Regions from separate parts of the Gasterosteus aculeatus genome. Here region 2 is linked to region 1. The links are chromatin contacts, called in public Hi-C maps. All regions are on one chromosome and are shown on one strand. The core of a region is the stretch at or near the end of the contact, and the rest is flanking DNA. Distances in the headings are between cores, read along the strand shown.

Region 1 (7,097 bases), core at 4,050-6,549:
AATGGGCCCGCTGAGCTTTGCTGAAATTCAGCGGGGAGTTGGATGTTGGGTTGCAAGCACTTCTTGAAATCACAACTAAAACCATTCTTGGTTACCATAGCAATAGGAGCACCAACAAGGAGCCTCCCAGCTCTCGTGCGCACACACACACACACACAGTTGTTTACAGTATTGCCATGTATACGGACTATAACAACTGTCTTCTAAAATATCACACCTTTATGGGATTGTTCATGACTTGAGTGTTTAGATAAACCGAAGCCATAGATTGTCATTGACGAGACAAAATATCTTCTGTGTGTGCATTTTCCCCACCGAGTTGTAGTGTCCCGGATGATTAGAGACTGAGAGACTATTTTTGATACCAGGTGTTTGAGATTTGGTACCACTGTCTTTTTGTTGTTTTATTTGAAGCACCTTGAAGCCCTCCTATAACTTGAGAGGCTGCGTATTGTCCCTGTTTGTGTTTACTGTAACTACAACATGTTTGTCAGTCCAGTCGTGGTGACCAAAAAGAGACTGAAGGAGAGATTGGGAGGACTCAGGCCGACCAAACACACACCGTGGTTCTCAGCTCATAGACCAGGAAGTAGCCGGGGGGATTACAGTGTGATCAGCAGCAAATATGATCCATCTTCCTGTGTGTGTATGTTGTTTTGTTTTTGGGCATTACTTGAACCCTAGTTAGTTTTGAGTATTGTTTTTTTTCCCTTATGTACAAAACTCTTGTTTGAGGAGTGACTCTTATTGCTGAAACATTCACTGCCATAATATGGAAATGTATTACAACATGGATTAAATGATAGTTTTTTACTTTTTCAGTTTTGCGTCTTTGTGTGTAGGACATGTTTAACTCTCCACATTAACCAATCACATTGAAAAAGTAGATTTATTAATCTGAATAATTATAAAATATTTATCCCACTTTGAAGGTATCCATTGGATATAGCAGTGTAAACGCGTCAGTCCATTCGCACTCTTTGAAGCCACAGGACAACACGAGCTACGTCACCACATAGTTCCAAGAAGAAATTCAAAAGTAGCCAGAGGGCAGCCTCACTTATACCACTGAACATTCAGCATCTTGTGGAATTTTGAAATAAATGAATTGTCACACGTCCGACAACATTTCACGTTGAAGACAACGCAATCGGTTAGAAGTCCTTAACACAAGAGAGTACAGCATTTGATCTGCATCTACAGTCCACGATGCAGAACGTGTCCTCGACCAAAAGCAGAGTCATCTGAATGCATCGCGTAATCCTATTAAACAGAATGTAAATCCTGCGTCAGCTGGCGTAAATACACAGTGAATGGCTCTTCTTCCTTGCCATTTTGTGGATGAGTCATTTCATCACATCCTTACAGTCCCTGAAAAAGAAGTCTCCCTCGCCAATCCCGTTCCAAACAGCCGCTCGGATGACCGAGCAGACGTTTTCAGTCACTTCTGTATCGAGCCATCCTAGTCCAGGACATTTTTTACCCGGCAGGGTTTTCTCCCTTTAGCCCACAAGGAAGGCCCCAAAGTAGCTCGCCCTGCCGTCCATCTCCATGGCGCTGACGTTGCTGACGGTGACGAAGAGGCGGTCCGCCGGCTGCAGGAAGGCGGTACCGGCCTGATGCAGGGAGAAGAGGCCGGGCTCCGGACCCCGAGGCCAGCAGGCGCTCCGGGAGGATTTCATCAGCAGGATGGGCACCGTGTAGGAACTCATCTGTGGGTCATGACCACAAAAACAACATCAGAACGTTCCTAAACATATTATCACATTAACTCTGTACTCACTGTACTGGCAGAGAGAGGAGTCACACCGGCTACATCTTTCTGGCGCAGTCAAGGTCACTCCGACATTTATGTTGTCCAAACTGATATCTTATACTCAAATATAAACTATTTTCTAGGCATATTTTGTGGTACGTTTGTCCTTCAGTTGGCACAGAAGTGGTAGTAGATGCACACAGCCGAACCTTCTTGTAGATGTACTGGACAAGCTGGGCTTCTTCTTCCCCCCCCTCCGCCTCCCCCGAGGAGGGCAGTCTGAAGTAGGTCTGGCCGTAGATGTAGTAGAGGCCTGCTCGGGGCACCAGCAGTTCTCCTCCCCGCAGCTCCATGTTCTCCAGGAAGGACAGACCTCTGTGGCCCTCCCACTCCCGGATTCGCTCCCCCAGGTAGCCCCTGCTGCTGCGCGGGACTGCAACAGCAAGGACACACACCCAGAGTCACAACTGTACAATATATAAATCATTTCCCAGCTATTAAGGCCATTCACGATGATGCAGTATCATATCACTGACATTCAAAGAAAAGAAGAAAAAAAACATAGAAAGTTGACCAGTCTTTTCTTATTGTCTACAAATGCCATTAAAATAACAAAACCAACAATGTGTTGGACGGTCTTTTAATTTATTTGACATTTTGAACCAATTTCAGACTAGTTTTTGCTAAAAAGAAATTTGTTTTACCGTCCAGGTCCTTTGATCAAGTGCAATTAATACACATTTGGTTCTCCAATCAGAATTCACGTGAACATCGTACGTAGGAAAGACTGCAAAAATAAACCACTATGCCATTTTTATTATAATGAAGAAACTTGTCAGTTCACTGTCAAAACGTGTAGAGCTGAAAAGAGACTGACTGTTGGGTCCCCAAGTAGTTGTACTAAAACACCAATGCTCGCTAATTGTATTTGGGACGGGCCAATACTATTCTGAAGATACCGCACCCGCAACATCCGGACCCAGCGATAATTGAGACCTTGGACAGTAACCACGGGGCATTGTGGAAGGCACAGGCAGCTGCACATCTGCAGGTCCTGACAAACAAAAAGACGTTGCTGAATCTGGGAGAAGCCTTGAATCACATTCCTAACCTCTGGCCTGTGAAAGTTTTTGGCGAAGCAACACAGTCTTCTCAGGCTGAGGAGGACACACAAAAACCCAGTCCTCTGCTGTCCAGGACTCCGGCAGGTGCACGCACTGGATGTTACCACCACCCCCCCCACCTAGATTAAAGGATCATTACCGTCCGCAGTCGGAGGCTCAGTGGACGAGACGACGCCGGTCACATGGGCGGCAACTTTAGGAAGAGGGACCCCTCGGACCCCGGACGTCCGGGAAGGCTCCGCTCCTGTCATTTCATCTGTGAAACCACCGGCAGATAAGCAACACAAATGGGGGATTTTTGCTGTAAAAAGCCGGAGGGTTACCAGATTAGAAGTAACTGATAATCAGTGGAGGCATTGTTCTTACTTCTCATAGCAGTAGATATCTCCTTCTGGAATCTGTCAGCCATCGTCTGAAAGAAAAACAAGAATCAGAAAGAAAAAGAAAGCAGGGAAAAAGAGTGAATGGAGGTCAGTGTATCTTGACCTCTTCCATTTGAATGCATTTTTCGGTATCTTTAGATCATAAACATTCAGCAGAGGTCTTGTCAGCCCCATTACTCATGCAGTCCTCCCTCCGTTCTAACAAATACGTCATCTGTTGACCTGTAATAACAATGTTCCCTTTTGGGTGAGTCATGTCAGATTTTATTTATAAAGCGCCAAATCACAGCAGACACTTCTCATAAAGAGCAGCTGGAAAGGTATCTGAGGGGAGGGAACCTCGAGGAGAACTGGGCTCCGAGCAGGTCGTCACGTGCTTCAATCAGATCGGTCAACGCTATTTAGAAGAGATCACCGTACACGTGATTTAGACAGGAATTTAATATGTAGTGTGGACTTTCCTATGCAGAATGGCCACTGGTGTCTTGAAAAGGAACAGAGTGAAAGGATTGAAGAGGGATCTACTGTCAGCATGGGATATAATATCAATAAGTAGGTATTTCATTGGTGTATAATCATCAGAAAATGTGTTTTTGCCTCGCTTGAAGTTATAGATGCCACCAAATTATACACACACACCGCACCTTTAATTATGACAAAATAAATTTGCACATACAATATTGCAATCAGGGATCACAAATCAAAACAAAACAAATGAGACCAAAAAATGTATGAAATCAAAAAAACCTTTTCCAGGTGGTGGTGGAGCTGCTGCGTAACTTGCCAGCAGGGATCGCCCTTCTTTTCCTCCAATGAATTTTCAACGTCAGAGCGCAGATTTGCGTTTATTAGACAGGACACGCTGCTGCGGGAGAAAGTCTCCTGCATCTGTCAACACATTAAGTAGGCAAGACACACATTTCAAAATCTGCCATTATTTTTACATATTCATTATTTCCTGGATTAAATCCAGAAATAGTTTTTCTACTATTTACATTTGGGACGTCAAAACAGCATATGCAAACATTAAGCAACCAATTCAATTGTTAATTGATTTATTGTTTGCATAGTATCACACCTGCAGTAAAGTTTTTGTGCATCTGTACAAAGATCAATGTGATGGCGGCCAAATCCTTCTAGTGTAAACGCACATTTCCAATGCATATTAATAAAGTCGCTTAGTTATTAAGCAGAATGCACAGCAGTGATACAGGTGGATGCCAATTGGTGCACGCAATTAACTCAAAGTGGTCAAAGGTGTGCGTGCTGGTTGAGGTGGGCGTTTTGCTGTGACTGAGCCAATCAGAGCTCAGCACCGGAGCAGCCACCTTCTCGTAGTGTCAGAGCTGGAATATGTTGCCTTTAGGTGTCACAAAAACAAAAAAAACGAATCCCTGCCGTTGTTTTAAGTTATGTGCTCTCCAAAATGTCTCCTCTCCAGCAGATTATTTGACAACGAACACTTCATGACAATTTCCGATTAAACTGAACAAGACTACAACGAGCCTGCCAACGTCACTGAACGTCACACAGCGACAGCCTAGTTCATAATTTCAACTTTTTACTCGTACTGCTGTGTATCCGTCTAACCTCACATCAGCATACAGCTGTGCAGTTACTAAGGTTAACTTGTCACCATTGCAACTTTGCCCATTATCCCCTTTCTCCTCTAAAACAGCCGTCCACCGTAATGCTTCAACCCGTTAACTCGTGCTTTACCGTGCTCAGGACCCGGTTGAAGTACACGAAGCTGACGGCCACCGCGATGGTCTGCAGCAGGATCGCTGCGAGCAAGACGAGCCCCAGACTCTGGAGGGACAGAGAAACGGCCATTTCATTTCACAGCGCGGCGCCCAAAAGAAAGTTCCGAGGAGCGAGAGACGCTTCCAGCGGGGAGGACAAGTCGGATCAAGCTCCGCTGCAGCCCTGCTCCGCACGGGTGGGAGGGGGGGGGAGGGAGGATGAATGAACAGCCTCGAGACGTCGCCGCTGTTACAGTGAAGTGAGCCGCGAGCGCACTGTTGCAAGTGCAACTCCGTGAGGCTTTCAGGTGCCGTCGGAAATGCGGACACCTTTTGAGTTCGGTGCTAATTTCTAACCTGAACGAATTTTTGATAGTATTGATATAGTTAAAGTATGTTACTTAGAGGTTTAAAAAGTATCTTGTATCGTGACAAAATATAGATTTATATATACATGTTAATGTTTGTTCAATAGTTGAGGTTTAAAGTTCATTCTAAGTACTCTTTGAAATAACAAGTCTCTAATAATTGATCAAATCTGAATAATACATGTGACTGATGTTGGAGTAGAGAATAAGGCGATTTGTGTTCTTTTTCTGATGGCGTGTAGGATCCTGCAGGCCCAGTTGTGTGCAGCAGATGCTCGTTAAACGAGACACTATTGAACAACGTTTACTCTTCTCTGCTTGAAAGTTTCTTCATTCCACTTCAATCCCAACATCTTTTCCAATTTGTAACGAGGCTCATTAATACTATATTGGATTACTTTCCGCCGAAAAGGACATCAATGCAGTGCTAATTCTTTTTACGACTTCAAGACTGCTGAGCCACTGAAGACCACTGAAGACTGGCTTTAACCGTCTCTGTTGACTGAGGCGTTTCGCTGCGAGCCGGGAAGCTCTGGAAGCAATCAGTGCTAAGAATGTTTGTGTTTTTATGAAGATACTTGGCGTGTTGTGGCTGGTTCCTTTAACGTTTTTATTCCTAACAATTTTGCCCTTATGAGTGGCTGCTCCTAAAAAAAACGAACCAATGGCATGTTGTCATTTGGCCTCCAGCACTCGAGTGTAGAAAGCACATAATCAGCATCTGAACAGTGAGAAGAGAAAAAAAAAAGGCATTTTTTTCCCCCCCTCTCTTTCCTGCAATTGTGTAGCGAGCTCAGTGAATGCCATTCGATTACAGCGCCAGATGACCTGCCATTGTGTATTCCTATGTGCAGGCCCAAGTAGCACTTGTCCCAGGGGAGTCATTCAATCTGCAGAGCTTAACCTTCAGTGATTCACGCGGGTTCCTTTACTTTCATTCCTCCACCTCTCACCCCCGCCCCATTGTCCGTGTGGGGGAAGCGAGAGTGGAGCCGGAGGAATTCTGGGCTCCTGGATGTGCACCGCCCCCGCCGACAATCAAACGGACCTGCGTTGGAGCACGCGTGACACCTTCACACCTCCACACATGCCGGCGTAGCATGGATCCAGGAAGGTGGAGCTCCACCAGACTGCACAGGAAATGGAGGGTGGGGGCGTGTAAAGCGAGGACAACGGTGATGGAGAAGGATTCAATATCTTAGTTTGTTTCCTCTACTGATTTGAAAAACTTGAAGAGACGCGATAAGAGGTTCCTGTGTCGCCTTGGGTGCGTCAATTCCCAGGCTTGTCAGAGCGAAGTAGCGGAGATGAGTGTTACCTGAAGACCGCCTGGCCCCCGGGCGGGGAAGACGACACCCTGAGAGACATGCCTGTCTGCCGTCACATGGCCAAACAGACAAAGAGAGACACAGAGGCACACATGTACACTCCGTGAAAACTGTGGCAAACATTTTTTTTTTTTTATCACGTCATTGTTATTTCTTCCTCTTGGATCCGATCTGCCTTTGACCTCAGTCACCTCAGCTGTTCCTGACAGGCTTCAGTCCAGATAATCTCAATGAGATGAGATTACCAAAAAGTAACGCTGCATTCTTTCCCGTGAATCCCTCCGGGGGTTCAAATCAATCACTGCAATGACAACTACACCAACGCTAATTATAAAACGTAAACGCATTGCATAGCAATTGCTGCCCTGGAAAAAAAAAAGCTGGAAAAATTGTTGG
Region 2 (7,807 bases), core at 1,387-3,886, 120 kb after region 1:
GTTGGTCAAAGCCAGACTAAAAAAACAGCGGTTGCAGTCACAGAAACTACAGGGGGTCAATGGAAAAGTTTGTTGAAGAAATGCTAAAGGTGCAGGAATAAAATGGGATAAACAACTTATATTTTCATTAACTGTTTGTGCGCTGCTTTGGGATTGAAGAGACAGAAGCAGGGCTGCTTGTCCCTATTCTCACAAGGTTCTTAATTAACATAATACATATTGTTTCATAATGACTGTGAAATTGACCCAGTATTTCTAACTGTGAATTGATTTCAACCATTGGCAAATTTGTTGTGTTTTTTTTGCATGTGCCAACTGCGTTTTATCCGCAGTGGTGGATCTCCATCATTCCATCTTCCTAATCTTAAGAAAAACCAAAAGTAAATCTCTCTGCGCCTCTACTTCCCCGCATTTGTCTCCCGCTCCCTGCCAGTCTGCACTCACTAAAGATCTTTTGGGCAGAGCAGGGTCGAATGGGGTCAGGGTTCTGAGAAACTCACTCCCCATAATCCTCTGCTGCACGGCCAGGCCGCTACGCTATACGCGGCACGTACACACTTACATAAACACGCGCGCATAGATGCGCACAAATTCATGGTCTTCCTGGAAAAGTAGGGAGTTTTTGTGTCGCTTGGCAGTTGAGACACTCTCACACAGATCTCTCTCCTCGGCGAGAGGGCTGCAGTGGACAAGGTCTCTCTGTCTCTGTCTTTGTTTACATGCACACATGAAACCCGGTTATTGAGAAAAATCAGGTTACGCCGGGGAAATAAGAGAATGCAATTTCAAGTGTTTATACTGAGACTTATTTATTTTAGTTTTAGGTTAAGTTTGACTTTGGATTTCATTATTTTGGACACAGGCGCGCACGAATAGTGATGATTCTTATGCTTCGCTGCCATAGAAAGGCTCGCTTCAGTCCTTCTCGTGCACACGCACACGTGTTCCTCCCTCAGGAATCCAGCTTTGTATACCAGATTCTTCCAATCCTCGCTGTGGAAAACTAGAATTAGAAAGTCCAATAAATGACTTTACTGCAGGAAGACGATACCACGATTCTCATTCCCATTTCTTGAATGCAAATTTTAAATATATTTACATCCTCTGACTTTATGTGCTCTTTGTGCTAGTCGGTCTTCCATTTCTCCATCTCTAATCCCTTTTATAAACGATCAGTGCTCTGGCCATGAGAACCCAACCTTCACCATGACAACCACAATCTGTGGCATGTCCCAGCAAATTCTCTGCTGTGTGTGTGTGTGTGTGTAGCCCAGCTGTTGAGCAGATGGAATGCTCACTATGCAGCAACAGATGATAATAGTTTGGAATCCGAGGTTTGTGCCCCTCTCCACCTCAATTTTTCTCTTCTCCCTTCTTTTCAACTTTTCAGCCCCCTCAGTCTCCGTCCTCTGCTGTCTGTCCTCCCATCTCTCTCGCTTCCTTTCCTTCCAGCCAAGTGTCCTCTGCTTTGCTTTGTACTCCTTGATTAGAGGCTTCCACTGATGGGGATCTTGTCTCACTTTGCTCCTTTACAGTGACAGACAGACACACACACGCCCAGCGGCTCAGTGTGTCTGTGTTGGGTGGCGGCTGAATGAGCGCCACATTTTTAAAATATTTTTCTCCAAGACTTAACGGTCTTTTTCTGTCCCAGCGCAGACAGACTGCGTCTAAGAACCGCAGGCCGTCATGCAGGAGGAATGCAACCTCCTCACTGTCGGACCAGCTCAGTTTTACTCGGGCTCTGTTTTAAAGTGACGCCACTAATCAGGTGGCGTAGGTGTATTGCATCAAAAACAGATAGGGGGTCAACATTTCCCGGTGTATTCGCCGAGGACTGAGGCAGCGAGGTCCAGAGGGATTGGAGAGCGAAGGAGACGAATAGATACGGAACGAAGCTCGCGTGCCATAGTATTTATGTGAATGTGTAAAAATAATCCAATGGAGAGAGGAAGTCCCTCCCCCCTTCATTTGGCCCCTTATGGCAGCTTGTTTCGGGAAAAAATGCTTGGTGGTCAGAGGCCAGAGAAAGTTTTTGCTTTGTTTAGGGTTAGTGTAAAGACTGTGAACTAGGGGGCACACACACTGTACTCTTGTTAACCCTGATGTCCATTGCTATGAATCAAACAACCATTGGGAAAAAGATCTTTCAGGGTTACACAAAATAACTACAGTTTACTTTTAGTCAATGCAACCTATATTTCTAGGTTTATTTATAGTACTGTACCTAGTACTACTACGTACATTGAGGTGAGTGGTGCGCTCTACTCTGCGCCTACTGATGATGTCACAAAAGTTAATGCAATCCCTGCTTGACATCCCCCTGAACCCTCTCCGCCCCATCTCCTTTCATCCCCCCCCTTTCTCCTCCTCTCTGTTGATCCTCGGCTCGCTCTTTGTCCCGCAATTTCCTCGCGTTTTTCCACCTAATCTCTTACCCAGACTCCTCTTGCCTGTCTTCTCTCCCTCTCTCTGTTCAGACCGTCCTTCAGCGCAGCTCTTTCCTCCTCTAAATCCCTCGCCCGTCTGTTTTCTGGCTCATTCCGCTGCGCCCCCCCCCCCTCCCCCGTCCTTCAATTCCCCATTCCTGTTCTTTTCCTGCGCTCTCGCTCCGTCTGGCTGCCCTCCGTAATCAAACACAGGCGGTCGGACGCAGACAGGATGTGAGGTCAGACGAGGAGAGGAAGTGAGGGTGCGTGGGCAGCACATAAACAGAAGACCGAGGAGGTGAGGGACAGTGAGGACAGAGAGAGAGAGCGTGTGTCAGGGCGAGCTGGGCCTTCTCCGCTGGCCTGAACAGAATCACAAAGTCATAGCTTTATAATATATAATATAATATAATTATGTTTCCCATTAGCTGATCGTCTCATTGCACAGCTCCTGTCTTCCTCTGTGTCTCTGCTTCCATTGCTTTCATCCAATCAGATTCAGCCCCTGTGTCTCTATGTAACAGAGGCCCGAGTTCCTCCAGGTCGCTTCGCACATTAAAGTGTATTTAGTAAGAGTTCAGGTAGAAAGCGCACGGCCTGCCACTGGTGTGCGCGTATGTGTGTCGGCGCAGTGGGAAAGAGATTCAGGTCTGTGGTTGTTCTCCATATTAAACACTTAAGCAGCTGGACTCCGCAACCACAGCAAGTCATAACAGTCGGCGGTGAGGTAAAGAAGTAGTGTTTTTCAAACTTTATTACCGGTCTCTTCAAATGTTACATAAATCTCTTACTTCTGCCACAAACTTGGTGTGTTTGCAGACTTTTTTTCCCTCCCCAACTACTGTAGTGTAAGTCTGAAATTTCTAACTGGTTGTACCTGGATTGTATTATAATTATTTACTTTAATAGATATTAAATGTATCGTTTTTCGGTGACGACATCCTCAACAGGAACAGCCTCTGTCTAAACAAAAAGAGCCGGTTTTTCTACCATTTTTGTTTTTACTGAAAATGTAAAAACAATAATAATAATAATTTCTCCGGTGCCTGATGAAGCCTATTTCTCCCAGAGGATCTGCTCTTCAGCCATGCGTGCTGTTTGATCATTAACATCCTTTGTTTGCTGAACGTCGGCACCAGACAGGCAGCTACAGGACTGCGGCATTAAGCAGGCAGCGTTCTCCCTTTTCTCCCAGCTGGGATGAATGGCTGGAATAAGCCGGCTTCGTGCCTGGAGCTGTGTGTCTGATTGTGTCATTATTCTATAAAAAGAGGAAGGTTAGGTATTGTCCAAATAGATGAAAGGGGTTAAGTGTGTGGATAAATACATTTTTTTAAAAGCGTGTGAATGAGCCAAGGAGTGTAGCAGTGATGTGTGTGTGTGTGTGTGTGTGTGTGTGTGTATCACCTGTTTAACTCTATTCACGCTGCTAACTCCACTGTACGCTACCAGTAGCTAACCCCCCCCCCTCAATCAGTCATCTCCTGTAACCGGATACTGAGACACACACGCGCACACACTCCCTGTCTCTGCCTTTGCTTGCTTTTTAATTCCATCTAAAACACACACACACACACGCACACACGCACGCACACACACGCACACACCAGGAGGGTCAAGTTAAGGTTGGGCTTCCATGACATCACTGTTGCCATGACTCATAAGTGTACCCCCGGGCACGGTGAGGCCCTCTCACCCACAGAACCTGTCAGAGGGACACTTAGACATTGTCACACACACACACAATCTCACACACACACACACACACACACACACACCCATTTGCACACACACAATCTTTCATTCATCAATTTTGCTACGAGTGTACAGTGATCTCTAGTACAAGCTGTTTTATACACAAGTATACTGCAGCAGCGTGTGTGTGTGTGTGTGTGTGTGTGTGTGTGTGTGGTGGTGTGTTAATGTGATGCAGTCATGTACCAATAACATCATACTGACTTGGTCTATACAGATCTCGTAATGCTGACCCTCAAACGCATGCACACACACACACACACACGCATCCTGGTTGATTTACAGTGGTCAGACTCGATGGAGAAAGCGGGCCTCTTCTGGTCGGAAAAACATCAACAGCGGGGATCACGTGGGGGGGGGGGGCAGCGACAGCCTTCCATTATACACACACATACACAGACGCACACATGCACACACACACAGACTCACTCGCTCTCCTAACTACCCAGAGGGTCCAATAAATCACCTTTTACACGCATCATATTAATGCACCAGACCTGTACCTGGGTTTGTTTGTGCGGACGCTGCGTATCAAGAAGGAGAAACAAATGTATACAAAGCTCTAAGAGAAATATTAAGTCTTCTTTCTAGAGTTTAGTGATGAGACAGGCAGCGGCGTTGTGTAGTAAACAGTCATATACACGTGGCACTAAGTCGGCACTGCTGACGTCAGTGATTGACGTACGTGGTTGATTATTCACAGGTTTAGTTGATTGCAAAATGGTGAATAATAATGATTCATTTAATGATTTCTTCCCACTCAATTAGAAACAAGGTCTGTTTGTTTTATTTCATTTAAACAGCATTATGTGGGATGATTGGGTGTCCCGGCGGATTTTTGAAAGTCCCAATTTTTCCCTTTAGATTCAAACCCGATATGACAGGCAATGATCTGCCATAGTCTGAAGTTATCACTGACATCCTACTTTGGGACTGTGACATTTTTGGTTTTATTTAAAGTCAATTCATTGATTATGAACCATATGTGGACTCAATCTTCCAATGATCAGTTTAACAATATTTCTTTTATATATTCTTTTATTTTTTGATAACATCTGTTTTTGTCTCTGTCTCCTCAGATCATGATTCAGAGGGAAAGCGTGTTCAAGACATGCTTTGTACAATCGACAAACCACAGGTTGGTGTTCGCCACTCCCCCAAACGTCTGCATGCAGAACGCACACACACTTATAACCACTTTCCTCCATCGCCTCTTTCCAGTCATAACTGGAATTAGGGTAGCAATTTTAAGTTTGTCTCTGGCGTTAAACTGTGCTCAGTTTGGCCACATGAGGGCAGCGTCCGTTCATCTTTGCCATTCTCTTCCCACTCTGTCTTTTCCTGCTGAAGAACCCTTCATAACCCGTCCTCTAGCCCCCCCTCCCAGGAACCGCTTTCTCCAGGTCAAAGGAGTGTAGGAGGCTGTGCAATTGGAACATTTGATAAGTTTGAGGGGTTTAAAATTGGCAGTAAGAATGGAACTATGAGAGAGGTTTTTCTTTTTTCTTCCGGAGATGAGATGAGTGTGCAGCAACAATCCATTTGCTCGCATGACCTCATATTACCTCCGTCAGTTTTTTTCTTTTATTATAGTTGATACTAAGAAGAAAAATAAAAAGAAGGATAAGTAAGGACAATTCTGATATCTTCTCCTGTCATTGAGTTCCATTTACTTACTGTGTCCTGGTGGAGATAATACATTCAAAAGTCACATTGTAAAGTTTTTAACGATAAAAAGGTATTATTAGAAACATTTACTGGAGGTTTATGGGCAAAATGTACGGCCATGTCTCTGTGACCTAAACAAAGCTGTGTGTAAACAAAATATGTACCTTCAACAAGATTTTTTGAATATACGTTTGTCTCTTCAACCCAAACATCTATTCTGTCGGTTGTCAAGCAAATTGATTGTCATGGGCACGACTTAAAATGCAAGAAATGCGCTTTAAATGCCATTTATTATGCCAATAAAGCCAATTTAATGTTGCTCGTCCATGTACACAAACACAGCCATTGTATGAGGGAGATGGAACATTAGAAGAAGAAACCCTGTCGTTGATATATAGTACTTTCTTACAGCCTCAGTTTTAGTGGTTCGGTCATTTGTAGATGAGCCGTCTCTCCTGGTGAAAAGAAAAGAGCTCCACAAACCTCTAATGGCCTCCTTTGTTCTGTTCATCTGTATCTCTTTGCCATTTCTTGTTTGTTTGTTTCATTTCTTGTCTTTTCCTTTATTACATTTGTCCTGGTGTGTCACTGCTGTTCCCGCTGCTGCAGCTACGCACATCAAACTGCATTCATCATCATCGTGTCTGAAACCCTTATTTATGTATCCGCATTGCACATGTCAGCAGAGAGTGTGCATGTTTGTGAATGACTTGCACCCAGAGACAGACGGGGCTCTCTGGCATGTGGACACCGTGATGCGATCTCGTAAATACCTAATCATCATGATCAAAGGTCTGCGGCTCCCCCAGTCTGTCTCCCCAGACCGTCTAGCAATGGGTGTTTGGTTTGCAGACCCTCGGGGCGCATTTATCTCCATATTTAGTGGGTGCGTAGTCGTAGGAATAGCAGCCGACTATCACACTGAATTGGCTCACTCACGGTGCGCCGCATCCGAAAAGCCCATACACATGTAGGGCCGGGCTGGAACACGGCTGGATCTTTTTGGGGGGTTTCATTTGAATGTTCTTGTGAATTTCCAGCACAATTGATGGAAGGAAGGAGGAAGGAATCCGGGGTGATGTTTTCAATGACGCTTTTTTACAAATGCACGTACAGACATGATAGGGTTCAAAATGATTGATTGATGGAATGATTTTACCCACATATACATCAGGGAATCACCGCTGCCTCCAATTTAAGGGAGTAGAACAAAAAGGACACTTTTCTTCCCCATGAATTGTACGGCGCACATCTACTGACCAAATCTCATTTTGTGCTCGGGCGACTGCGCTTGGTCGAATTGTCTATGTAACATGGAATATGTACTTTTATGTGTTTCTTACAGGTCTCCAATGTGCAGGCGCGGGCTGCACGGCTGTCCTGGGCCCCCCCTGCTGCGCTGGTAAACAGGCACGGCAACGGGAAGCCGCTGTCCTGCTCCTACGAGCTCTCTCTCTCGGATAAGGGACGGGATGGAAAGTATCGCCTCATATACAGGTAGGGAACTCGCTCCAGGCGGAAAGTACAAAGCCAGGAACACATCCGGAGTACAGCGGTGGGACCTTTGTGCTTTGTTTGTATGTATTTCAGCGGCGAAGAATTGGAGTTCCATCTGAGCGACTTAAGGCCAGCGACGGACTACCACGTACGGTACGGACATTACAAATTGGGATCTGTCGTTTTGTACTACTTCCGCGTTGGCGTCTTATTAGATTCGTGGGGTTTCCACTAAATCGAGACGTCTCGCTCGTTCCAGGGTGTCGGCGATGTACAACTCGGCTCGGGGCTCGTGTTCAGAGGCCGGCTCGTTCACCACGCACTGCGGCGCCCCCGACGTCCCGCTAACCCCGAAACTCTCCCACCGCACCAAGAGCACCCTCACCCTACAGTGGAAGGTACGCCCGCTAAAACAGACACCCTCCCCCTTTACAGCGAGATGGCAATAGGTTTGGATG

The links. A called contact is a pair of places that touch in the nucleus more often than the background predicts.
Region 2: a contact with region 1 is called in a Hi-C map of skeletal muscle, with 4 times the contacts expected there. The contact joins the enhancer-like site here to the promoter of LOC120832843 in region 1. A contact is called at or near these places in 2 of 6 Hi-C or Micro-C datasets (both in skeletal muscle).

Annotation. Positions count from the first base shown.
Region 1 is chr15:11,163,928-11,171,024 of fGasAcu3.hap1.1, forward strand. It overlaps LOC120832843 (tumor necrosis factor ligand superfamily member 10), which reads right to left and starts at 5,300. Exons shown (of 6, transcript XM_040199472.2): 1 at 4,983-5,300; 2 at 4,011-4,151; 3 at 3,247-3,292; 4 at 3,020-3,136; 5 at 1,966-2,189; 6 at 871-1,712. The coding sequence starts at 5,096. The coding sequence ends at 1,503. It overlaps msl2a (MSL complex subunit 2a), which reads left to right. Exons shown (of 3, transcript XM_078089633.1): 3 at 1-821.
Region 2 is chr15:11,283,950-11,291,756 of fGasAcu3.hap1.1, forward strand. fndc3ba (fibronectin type III domain containing 3Ba) reads left to right here. Exons shown (of 27, transcript XM_040199976.2): 8 at 5,264-5,322; 9 at 7,198-7,349; 10 at 7,443-7,502; 11 at 7,609-7,747. Among protein-coding and RNA genes, the nearest start is that of ghsra, 35 kb to the right of the region's middle. Within about 2 kb of position 2,637, at least 3 of the 9 cell types and tissues checked have open chromatin away from gene starts, as enhancers often do.